Regions from separate parts of the Mus musculus genome. Here region 1 is linked to region 2. Evidence: chromatin contacts called from public HiChIP or PLAC-seq data. All regions are on one chromosome and are shown on one strand. The core of a region is the stretch at or near the end of the contact, and the rest is flanking DNA. Distances in the headings are between cores, read along the strand shown.

The links. HiChIP or PLAC-seq counts read pairs in DNA pulled down with a chosen protein or histone mark.
Region 1: an H3K27ac HiChIP or PLAC-seq map of embryonic stem cells shows a contact between it and region 2, with 5 read pairs. The contact joins the promoter of Sp6 here to the enhancer-like site in region 2. A contact is called at or near these places in 2 of 39 promoter capture datasets (fetal liver and hematopoietic stem and progenitor cells), 1 of 15 datasets of contacts at CTCF or cohesin (embryonic stem cells), 3 of 484 Hi-C or Micro-C datasets (cumulus cells, induced pluripotent stem cells and morula), 4 of 115 datasets of contacts at active chromatin or transcription factors (bone marrow-derived macrophages, embryonic stem cells and stem cell-derived anterior neural progenitor cells) and 3 of 9 other capture datasets (adipose tissue, liver and pancreatic islet).

The regions. Positions count from the first base shown.
Region 1 is chr11:97,015,661-97,021,331 of GRCm38.p6, forward strand. Sp6 (trans-acting transcription factor 6) reads left to right here and starts at 3,082. Exons shown (of 2, transcript NM_001363230.1): 1 at 3,082-3,367. It overlaps Gm11532 (predicted gene 11532), which reads right to left. Exons shown (of 2, transcript NR_133649.1): 2 at 4,848-5,254.
Region 2 is chr11:96,896,805-96,903,171 of GRCm38.p6, forward strand. It overlaps Gm38961 (a long non-coding RNA gene), which reads right to left and starts at 5,730. Exons shown (of 3, transcript XR_880184.2): 1 at 5,480-5,730; 2 at 3,430-3,547. RefSeq lists an enhancer at 4,909-6,367. Within about 2 kb of position 2,772, at least 38 of the 459 cell types and tissues checked have an H3K27ac peak or open chromatin away from gene starts, as enhancers often do. A contact at or near this core is called in embryonic stem cells, induced pluripotent stem cells and stem cell-derived anterior neural progenitor cells, where this site is marked.

The DNA.
Region 1 (5,671 bases), core at 1,832-4,331, 120 kb after region 2:
AGGGGCTAGGGTGGCCTTGGCAGTCAAGTCAAGGTTAGATCACCAGCTGTCATTTGGTAGGAAAACAACTAGTAAGTGGGGGAAATCGAATGAGTTGGAAACCAGGGAACGAAGTCTAGGATGTCTGAGAGAAAGAGAGACAGGCAGGGTAGAGAGGTGGTATGGGTGAATGGTATAGGAGCAACCTCCCTACAGGAATCTCATGCCAACAAGCCACAAGCAATGGTGGGGTCTTTGCTCCAGGATGGGGCAGTGTTAAGGTGAACCTGGGGTGGGGTTTCTACCATTCTCTTCCCAGGTGTTATCCAAGAAAAGATGAGCAGCACAGGGGTGGGGTGGGGAAAAAGGTCGTCTGACACCTTTAAATGCATATATGGATTCGAGATGACCTTAGACTGGCGTTATCTCATGCCCGCCTGGCCCTTAGCACCATCTTTGCCTGCCTGACCCAGAGAGCAGTAGATCGGTGGTTCTCATCCTCCCTAAGGCTGTGACCCTTTAATACAGTCCCTCATAAAATTATTTCCCTTTCGCTTTATAACTGTAATTTTGCTACTGTCATGAATCACAATATAAATATCTGATATGCAAAATATCTGATCCTCCACCCTCAAAGGGGTCGAGACCTACACACCACCACTGGTTACAGTAGATGCAACAGACTACGGACAACTGGGAAGGAGGGACTGGCATAGGGAGGGATCTATTTAGTGTTATTCCAGTAGTCACTCAGGTCAGGCTCTGCTTCCTACATGACGAGCCTCTAACTCTGCTGGAGGGACCTATGAACTGAGAACACAAAGCCCACTAATCAGGACTGGGAGGCTGGGAGGACCAACCGTGTTGATAAAAAGTGTGAATTTGGACACAAGGAGCCAAAGGGATGCTTAAGAGTCTGTTATGTGATCCTGAAGGCAGGGAAGAGGAAGCTCCTGTCTGACTACCAATCTCTCCCTAATGTCTTCCATTTCCAAATGGCGATCCTTCACTCCCAGGTCAATTGAAGAAGCTGAGGCATAGAACAATCTAATCCTCGAGGGCCACCATATTAGATACAGCACTGGGTTCAGAGTTTAGGTTCTTGAATTTCTAGTCCAAAGGGTTTTGTGAATATGCTTTTACTCTGTACATGTAACACATTTATTAAAAAAAAAATGATTAAGGGTTTATTCTGTTCCTAGCAGGGACCTCACAGAATTTGCTCTTTTAGATACAATTAATTTATTTAAGCCCCAGGGAAGCCTCACAGAGTGTACCCGGGTTCTCCAGGTGAAGGACTCCGGTTTTAGAAAACACACAGGTGCCCAAATGGCTAGAACACTGACCACTAGGAAGACGTGCATACTCTGGGAAAACTATACACATACATTGATGTTCGGAAGCCTCATAGACTCAGGTAAGCTGTTTCAAAGTCATACTTCAGTGCATCTCAAACGGGAACAGAGGGCAGGTAAACTATTCAGAGTAAAATGAGAACCTGTGATTCTAGGAGCTGGGAAGTTGAGGCTGGAAGATCTCTGTATGTTCGAGTATGTTCAAGGCTAGCATGAGCAACTGAGTCATGCCAGCCTGGGCGAGACACACACACACACACACACACACACACACACACACACAGAGAGAGAGAGAGAGAGAGAGAGAGAGAGAGAGAGAGAGAGAGAGAGAGATTAAATCAGCCTAATTTCAGAACTTTTGGAAACTGACTGTAAAATGTGCATAGAGAAAGCCAACAGCGGTAACGAAAGAAACAACAACGAAAATCGCTTTGAAATCCCGTGTTTGTTTAAAAAAAGGGGGGGGGGGTTTAGCAGGGCAGTGGTGGCAAACGCCTTTAATCCCAGCACTTGGGAGGCAGAGGCAGATGGATTTCTGAGTTCAAGGCCAGCCTGGTCTACAGAGTGAGTTTCAGGACAGCCAGGGCTACACAGAGAAACCCTGTCTCGAAAAAACAAAACAAAACAAAACAACAACAACAACAAAACAAACAAACAAGTCACCTCGGGAGATCAACGCGCTCTGAAGGCGGCAGGGAAGGCTCCTGAGCTACTTCTAATCTGGCCATCAGGGCAGAGAGTTAGGGGGACTCTGGTACCCACCTGAGCTGGGGGTGGGGCAGTGTCTCAGGATTTCCACCAATTCGGATCCTGAGAGTTCTGTGTAGCTGAGTGGCTGTGTGGCTGTGCTGAAAATGTACCAGAATGTGACTTTGCACGGGTGCGCTTATTTCCTCCAAAAGACCTTTCTCTAAACGTATACTCAGCTGAGACTAGGAAAGAGCCCGCGACAAAAAGTCTTGTTCAATCCGCTGCTGAAATGTTCCTTCCCAGGCCCTTTCAGATGCCCGCCCAACCCTCTGATCCCAGTGCGCCCCAGCGAGGGTGTCAGGCGCAGGCTGAGCAACCCGGACCGGGAGGAAGGCGGCGGGTTTAGGAGGTGGATTTCTGTGGTACCCGGCTTGCCGGAAACTGAGGAAGACATTGAGGGCATGGTGATCACCCAGAAAGGCCAGTGACGGGAGAGAGGGGAAGGATCTCTGGAAACCAGGAGGGGAAAGTTCATAGTGGTGGTGGAAAGGGACGGGGGAACGGTGTAGCCAAGATAGAACTCTCATGGCTTAGTGCTGGGTGTGGGCCGGCCAGAAACGTAGTTTTCAAACCTGTTTCCTTTTTTTTCCCACTCAGTTCTAGCACTGCGCGGCTAGGACGGGTGGGTCAAAAGCACTGGTAGCCACGTGTGCCTTAAGAAGGCTCGGTAGCTTCTCCAGGACCCTCTGTCCTTCGTCCCATCCAGGATCTGAATCTTGTTCCCCGCCTGGACCGGGCCAGCTCCGGGTTAGATTTCCATGGCATCGGACGGGTCTCCGAACTCGGGGGAAAAAACTCTCGCAACTCAAGCTCTTAACTCAGAAGTGGTGGGGACCTGGGAGGAGTGAGGGAGAGGGAGGGAGGTGGCCTGGATAGCCATCCTTCTTGTCTGCCCCCTCCTCGCGCTGGGCTGGGCTTCGCCTCCAGCCAAGCCTGCAAGGGTTAAAGGCGGCCGCAGGTGAGGTGGGCGGGGCCGCGGGTTCGGGGGAAAAAGGAGTGCAGGGGAGAGGATGAAGGCAGAGAGTGCGGTGAGTCACGGGCGGAGCTGGCCTCGCTCGCTCGCTCGCTCGCTCGCTTACTCGCTCACCGGCGCCCGCCCGCCCTCCGCCCTCCCGCCGGCTCTCACTGCCTCCACCGTCGCGGATCACCCAGCCCGGTCGCAGCCCCGGCTTGCCCTCGGCTCCTGTCCCACGCCGCTGAGAGCCGGCCAGCGCGCAGGGCCCATGAGCGCCCGTCTGTAGCGCGCCAGCCTGCGGTGCCCCAAGCCCGAGCGCAGCCGCCAGGTAGGAGCCCGGGTCCGCGCGGTCACGGGTGCGCGCTGCGGAGATCTGGGGTCAGGGGGTGGGTGGGGAAAGGTGTTCGGAACACCGCAGCCTAAGCTGGCTTCTTGGGGAGGGGGACGTCCTAAAGGATCCGAAGGGCTGGGAGCCCCGACGGAGGAAAAACCGGGAGGACGGGAGGGACCAAGGGAGTTTGGGAACTGGGGAAACTGGAGCAACTGGGACAACCGGAGGATTGAAACATTGAAAACCTTGTTTGAACGGAAGTCCCCACCGCCTGAGTACCGGGAAACGGGAGAGGCAGCGGATCCAATGGGACTTAGGGCGTCTCTGCCGTCTTTCTCCAATTGGAGAGCCGATGTGCTCGCTCCTTTCTTTTCGTGCAACCTTGGTGGCAGGCCATTACACGCTAGGCCTGGGCTCAGGATCTCTGTCCAGAGAGGCCCCTCTGCAACCTGGTCACCCTAGCCTTCCCATCCCCCAGACCCTGGGGCAGTTCCCAGTCTCCAAAAGCTCTTAGGGTCCCAGAATCTCACTGCTCCCGCCCCAACCCCTTCTGGGCCGCCCCGCCCCGGCCTGAGGCTCCGTTCCTGCTGCTTCACCCAGTCCCTTTCTTGTGGTAAGGCAGCCCGAGCCTGAGTAGGCACCCGGGTCCTCCTCTTCCTTGCCTCTCCCAGATTTTCAATGCTACTTCCCTGGTCCCAGAGTCGGAAGGTGGTAGGGTCAGGTGAGTCCTGCTTGGGGAAGGCCCTAAATCATTGGCCTCCTGCACCCCAGGCCCCACACGGGCAAGGTTCCAAGGCTCTAGGGAGAGATGGAGAGAAGACTGGGACCTTATGGTCACAGATTTGTAGTAGAGAAAGGGGTGGAAATTGTAAGCTCTTCTCTTCTCTTCTCTTCTCTTCTCTTCTCTTCTCTTCTCTTCTCTTCTCTTCTCTCCTCTCCTCTCCTCTCCTCTCCTCTCCTCTCCTCTCCTCTCCTCTCCTCTTCCTCTTCTTTTCTCTTCTCTTTTTCTTCTTCTTCTTCTTCTTCTTCTTCTTCTTCTTCTTCTTCTTCTTCTTCTTCTTCTTCTTCTTCTTCTTCTTCTTCTTCTTCTTTTTTCCTTTTGAAACAGGGTCTCATTGCGTAGCCCACGCTGCCAAAGCCTTCTGTTTCAGGCTCTTGCATTGAGTACTGGGAATATTTATTAGCCGGTTCCCACCAGGCCCAGCAACATCTCCTGTTCTTTTTCTTATATTTCCCTCTTCCTCCCTCCTTCCCTCTCTCCCTTCCTTCTTTTGCTGTGTAGCCTAGGCTGGCCTGGAACTCTGCATTCTTCTGCTTCAACTTCCTGAGTGGCTAGATTAAAGACTTGCATCACCACACCCAGGCTAGATCTTTAGGTTTCTGCTGGGCCTTAGGTTTCTAATGTTTAAAGAAGGAGAATAGATTCCCAGAGGGACTGCACAGAGTGTGTGGGCTGCATAGAGTGTATTTGTTGATTGAATAATTAAATGAACATTTTATTCTAGTCACTGATCCAAATTCAGCTTGCTTTAAATGAGAGCAGGCTCTGGACAGTAGCTCGGAATACTTGGCTGGACATTAGAGGCGCCTATACGTGCCCCCCCGCCCCCCCCCCCCTGTGCTTGCCATTGAGCTCTGGGTTAAGGGATCCTTCAAGCTCGGGTGCTGTCTCCCTTAGGGAGCTGCGGTTAGATTTGCCTGAGTGTCTGACAAGCATCTCTGGGTGATCTCCTTCTGTGGTAATTCCACCCCTCCCAGCTTCATATGGAGGGAAAAGGAGGTGGGTGAGGGAGTGGGCCAACCAAGCTAGTCAGGGAGCAGGGGAGTGTGTAGCAAGGTTAAATGCCTTTCCACATCGGTGGTACAGCAGGTCTGGGATTGGCTCTAGGAAAAAAAAAAAAAAAAAAAAAAAAGCTCAGGCCTTATTCTGGGCTTTCTGAAGAGCAAAACACCTCAAACAGCCAGCAGCAGACATATCCTACCTACTGTACCCCATCTGTGTCCTGAGTTAGACTGGAGCTAAGACGACTCTAGATCGTCCAAATAGGTTGGCAGCAAGTCTGCCGGGGGTGGGGGTGGGAACTGCCCAGACTGCTGTGTGGAGATGGCTCCGGTGGCTTTGGGACCAGTCCAACCCCCCCCCCCCCCCCGAATAAGCTGAGTCTTAAGGGCGGGGTCACTTAGTGGAAAGGCCATCCTGTGCCCTGACCTGGACTTTCACATCCATTTCTTCCTAGCATTCCCAAGCTCTAGTCCTCACCCAGAGTCACGCCCCTTTTCCTGATAGGGGCTGGGAAGGAG
Region 2 (6,367 bases), core at 1,522-4,021:
TTTCTTCTTCAGGGCATCACAGAAGGCAGTAAAGGGAGCAGGGACTAAGATTCAGGGCCCATAATTCAGTGGTGATCAGCTTTGGAGGAGGCACTGGGACAAGGATATTAATAACTGTGCACTGGGAACAAACACGTGGTGCTCACATAAAACATGGGCTGGTTGTGTTGTTGGTTATTGTCGTCTTCTTTCTTCGGGAGCGAACAGGGCCACAGGGCATTAAATTATCTCTTGAGATGATGCCAGTAGTAAGTCGGGCAGATTAGAAGCACCGTTTGGCACTGCCCACCAGCTCACCTCTGACCTTTCCAACCCATCTTTGGCCTGGTCCTGTTTTGTATTGCGCCAGTTCCTCCCTTCTGGGCTAGCTGTGTTCATCATTAAGAGCCTCCGTCTACATGGACAAAATGGGCGATTTCCCATCACCCAAACAAGAGTTACTGTGTGTTATTTCTTACCCCAAATCAGAATACGCGTCCAGCGTGGGAGGGAGAAGGATTCTTAGGGACAAAGGTTTGGAATATTTGGAATGAGCACAGTTCTGGAAATGAGATCCACAGAGATGTGATGAGAAATCAATACAACTACTGACCCTTGTGTGGCAGGGCCAGTGGTCAGGTTCTTTTCTGAGTGTTTTCCCAGGCGGGAGTTGTGGAGCCTCTCACCTTAGGCAGTAGCTACTCTGATTCTTAGTTGCTTCTAACCTGAGGAGAGCCACACTCACAGCCAGAAGTGAAGAGCCCAAGGTGTGGTTCATCCAGGCTGGCCAGCCGTGCTGGTCTATGTTTCCACCCACTGGATGACCTGGAATACGTTTCTCTAGGGAAGGAACCTTATTTGTAATTATCGAGAGTGTCCTGGCTTGATTGACAATATGAAGCATCAGAGCTCCTTCCTGCGCTCAGAGGAAATGGCTCTGGAGGTAACAGTATAGCTCTGCCCCACGCACCCGGGCATGCACATCCACACTCGGGAACACAAGATAAATAGAATTATCACTGAAAATGCTTTTTAAAAAAAAAACTATGCTTACATATATGTCTGTCTAAAAGACATAGAGGCCAGAGGTGTGCATTCTTCCTGGACAAAAAGTTACAGGCAGTTACAGGGAGCTGTCTGGTGTAGGTAATAGGGATTGAACTCAGGCCTCTGGGAGAGCACGCAGTACTCTTAACTACAGAGCCATCTTTTCAGCCCAAAACGTTTTTTTTTTTTTTAATCCTTTTTTAATTAGCTATTTTCTTCATTTACATTTCAAATGCTATCCCGAAATTCCCCTATACCCTCTCCTTACCCTGCCCCCCAAAATGTTTTCTTTTGTTTAGTTTTCCCTAAAGAATTTGCTCCTAAGGGACAGCTGCAGCTTGGGGTGGGGGTGGGGGATGTGCGTCTCTGAGAGGTGAGCACTGCAGGACCTGGCTTGTACATGAATACACTACCACGTGCGGCTCTCATTCCCACTTAAAGGTGAGCATGCCACGCAGGAGATATCTCAAGCCAGGCATTGGTCACAGAGATGCAGGAAGTTAGGGCATTTTCACTGCAAACAAAATTAGCAGCCTCTTTTGAAAGACTCCTAGAGATATTCTCAATAGGAGACCCTACCTAAGGTCATGGGCAGAAACCTGCTCTGTTGCTATGGTAACCTTTCTTGAGGCAGGGTCTTATGGAGCCCAGGCTGGGCTCTAACTTAAGCATCCTAGGATGATGTCAATTTGAACTTCTGATCCTCCTGCCTCCACCTCCCAAGTGCTGGGATTACAGGCATGTACCACTATGCCCAGCTATTTTAACATTTTTATCTTAAAATATTTCTCCATTAAAAAAATACACTGCCAGGGGGCTGGAGAGATGGCTCAGTAGTTAAGAGCACTGGCTGCTCTTCCAGAGGTCCTGAGTTCAGTTCCCAGAGACCACATGGTGGCTCACAACCATTTGTAATGGGATCTAATGGAACCTTCTAGTGTGTCTGAAGTCAGCTATAGTGTGTACTCATACACAAAATAAAGAAATCTTTTAAAAAGTTACATTATATATGATATATGTAATTTTATTATATATATGTATGTATGTGTGTATATATATGTGTGTGTTTGTGTATATATATACATATATATATATATATATATATATATATAGAGAGAGAGAGAGAGAGAGAGAGAGAGAGGATATATATGTATAGATCCTCTATGTCTGTAACTTTCACAACAAATGTTAGTTATACTGGAGTTTGATTTTCAGCTGATAGGAGGCTTCAAAAGACCCTGGATTGATCGAGGGCTCTTTCTTCTCCATGTCCCTATATTTTTCTCCTTTTTTTTTTTTTTTTTTTCCTTTCCAACTTCAAAAGCAAGCAAAGCCCAGCTTCAAAGGCAAGGCTGACTATGCAGACCCCACTACCCTTTAGAGTTTCTCAGCTTCCCTGCCAAGACTTTATAGTTGTTATAGCTCAGGCTTTCACTCAACCAAGCTCCCGTACAGGAGGCTAACCATTTCTAAGTTGCCCGGACTCCTAAGTGTGGGATTCTGGGCCCTGAGACCCAGCCTGAGAGAGGCAGAGACAGGGGAGACACAAGGAGTCATTTAATTCTACATTAAAAAAGACGGTCCCCTCCCCGCGCACATCCCTCCTCCTCCTCCCGCCCCAGCTCCCTTCCAATCACATCAGAGACCCCAGAGGGGGCTTGACCTCTGTCCTCCAGGGAGGTCAGCTGGAGTGACCCTGTCTGTGTGTAGGATCCCGTGAGAGAGACCCAGCTGCAGACCCTGGAGGGCTGAAGCACACCCTGAAACGGGGCCGGGGTCACTGAGGGCAGCCTAGGCAGAGGGAGGGGCTCCGCTGGCCCTTTGTGAGCAGAGGAACAGGCGGAGATTCGTTCCACAGGCAGTGCCTGTGTCTCCAGAGAAAAGGCCTATTATGGACCGGCTAAAAATACAGGGCACAACCCACCCCACCCCACCTCCCCTTTTATTGCCATGGAGATGAAGGGTGGGCTCTGGATGGTAGAGAGCCAAAGAGGGGAAAGAAAGGCAGGTGAGGAAGGGGAGGAGATGGGAGAGAGAAGTGGAGAAGCCAGCGGGAGGGGGTCAGGGGGAGAGGCAGGATCTACTAGAGTGGCTGGTGGGGGGTCCCCAAGTTTCCCCTTTTCCCCTCCGCATCCTGCCTGCTGGGTCAGACACTGCCTGGGGTCTGTGAGGGCAAAGAATGGCTTGTTCACTACTCTGTAGCTAGGCCTGTGACCTTTGAGATGATGGGAATGAATAGGCAAAGTGGCTACATGGCAGACAGCTGACAAACAGCTGCCAGGCTTCACCCGGCTCCTACACACACCAAGTGTCCCAAATCACTGACTCTTCAAGGCATCTGACCCCCACCCATCTTCTGAACATCCACAAACATTGATATGATGTCAGCTAAGTTCCGCTTACCTGTGCCTTTCTGAGGTATCTTCCGTTCTCAGAGAGGGCGTCCTTCTATGAGGTGCAAATATGTCTCCTGCTGTTACATGAACCCCATGGGGCCTCCACAGTGAGATAAGCTGGGTCCCTAACATAAAAAATGACCAAAGTTTGGCAGTTCTTGAAATGAAGTATTTGGGGGGGAAAAAGCTACCGGGAAGACCATGGCTGGGGGTGGGGAGCCGTAGTCCACAGTTGAGAAAGTATCAAAGGTTAGTAAAAGTTCTGGAGTGAGAAGTGATTGTGGCCATTATCACATATGGCCTAAACACCTTGGTGGGCCACAGGGAAGCTGTCTGAAGATGCCAGGATCCTGGGCACTGCTTCAGTGTGAACACAGAAAGTCCTGGGCAAGGACTTCATACATTTCACCAACTGGATGTTCAGGTAAGTGTGCAGGCCAATGGACAGGGACAGAATCCACTTAGAACTTGCTCAAGGATCATGGCTGCTCTGCAGTTCTGGGCCTGAAGAGCCTTTCTGCGAGTTAGAAAAGCCTCTGTGATCTCAACTGGGATAGCTAGCATCTAGCCTCTTCCTCTTATTGGAGGTGGAAGAGAAGGTGATACTCAGGCTGATATCGAGGGTGTCCCAGTCTGGAGATATTCAAGGATTCATAAGTGACAGTGATCTCCCACTAGCAAGAGGACAAACTCTCGCCTGCTCTCTGGGAAGCCCACATGGGAAGCCTCAGGGAAAACTATGGCCTCCAAAGGACTTGTAGCAAGGTGTGGCAAGCTGGCACATGGAAAGTAGGGGAGGAAAAGGTAGAAAATGTAAACTTGGAGAAAACACTCAGTCTCTCTTCCCTCTGTTTCTCCCCTGGGTCCCACTGTCTGGAGAGGCCGAGGAGGCAGGCTCCTTGGGCAAGAGCAGATACGGTGTTCGGGAAGAAGCAGAGATGAGCTGGTCCCTGTGGGTGTGGGACCAGCAGCATCCTGTGCTCTGGGTTTAAGAGCGCCAGGTGCCCGCAGGTGTTGGGGAAGGCCTTCTTGCATCTGGAGGGGTTCTAAGGCTCCCGGGCTGTCAAGAAAGGCAGGCAGCTCTGCTATTTGCCCCTTCTCATTTAACACCAAGGCTTCTGCCCAAATGCTAGCGCCCAGATTGTATTTATGACTGTTTTAAGAAGGAGTGACAGAGCCTTTTAATATCCCTGACAGCCCAGGATGTTTTAATAGATGGTGGAGCTGGGGCTTCTGGAGTTAAGAAAAGAGAGAGGAGCGGCCAAGGGAGCTGTCAGGCCTGGTTTCTATGACAGACCCACTGATCGACTGGACGACAAAATAAAATACGGGGCCGTGTCTCTCCTCGGCCCCGTCAGGTTGACAGACAGTCTGTCACCACTGCATGTCATCTTTCACCTCCTAATCACTCAGGCTGAGAGGAAACCTGTGTTTAACAAGGAGTCCCTACAGTATTTCCTCCTCAAATGCTACCTTAAAGGCAGGCTTCTCTTTCAAACAGCCCGCAACTCCAAGCGCCAGTAGGCAGTTTTATTTATTTATTTATTTATTTATTTATTTATTTATTTATTTATTTATATTGGATTTCAAACAGGTCACTCTTCTATAGAGAGCCTTGACTCAGTGCTGGGTTTGAACCTAGGGCCTCTGGCCCGTTGGGCAGGTGCTCTACATAGAACTGAACTACAGCCCCAAGCCTTCAGGGCAGCTGTTGGAGAGAGCCGAGAAGAGGCTGGACAGGACAGCTAGATGTGTTCTGAAAAGGCACAGTGGAAAGTGACAATGTCATAAAGCAGCAAGGACACCATTGACCTGAATGCCCATGGAGAGTCACGTGACATTTTATATTGCGTACAACTTACATCAAAACGGAAGCCTGCTGATGGAATAAACCTGGGGGGGGGGGGCTTCCCTCCCTCTCAGGGTCTGCATTTGGCCATGTATGCCTATGACCTGTGTACCCTGCAGCAAGGCCCTCCCAGGGCCTCTCTAGAGACACACTCAAACCCTCTGCCCACTGCCCCACCCCCACACCGTTAGGTCTCTTTCTCACCTACCTGGTTAATAGGTCTCAAGGATAGTTTGGGAGTCATGTACTTGGAGTCTCTCAAGGCCTCTTTCCAGACCCGGGTTTGGAACTGGTCTAATTAGCAACTAACTTAGACACGGTGGGTGGCTACTTTTGCCCCAATCCCAGCATGTGCTTAAAGGTCAGGGTTAGGGATTCTCTTAACTACTACGACTTCTCTTCCTCCTCATCCTCCTCTTCCTCTTCCTCCTCCTTTTCCTCCTTCTCTTCCTCCTTTCCCTTCTCTCTTCCTCCTTCTCCTCTTCCCCCTTCTCCTCTTCCTCCTTCTCTTCCTCCTCTTCCCCCTTCTCCTCTTCCTTCTTCTTTTTTGGTAATTTTGAGTAGAGGCAAAGAATTCCAGTAAACCCAGTGGCCAGTGGCTGTTTTTTCTTGTATGTAAAACAGACTTCAAAGAACAGTTAAATTCTTCTTTCTGGTGAGGTAAGGCCTGCAGGCAGGGCCTGCTCTCTTCATGCCTGCCTTGCCAGGCAACATGCGCACAGGACCAAGCCCCTGCTCCTCACCTCAGATACAAGCAACTACAGAAGAGACCCCAGGCACTGGCACCAGAGCAGGGCTCTGCATTCAAATCCTCTGCCAGGAGAGAGTTAAGGGCTTGGGTTTAATTTGCCCGTTAATCACAGTTAAAAGAAGTAATGAGCGTCTCCCCAAAGCCTGGGTGTTTCTCTGCAGATTAAGCAGTAATTTGCATAGCTCCTTTATTCATTCCCACCTTCCCCTGTGGGGCGGCATGTCCTTTCAGACACAGCCAAGCGCAGCCGGCGGCGGGATCAGTTTGACAAATGGCTTTGCTGTGCGCCATGGTTTGGGCAAGAGGAAGGGAGGGGGAGACCGAGAGGAGAGGGCAGCTCCAGAC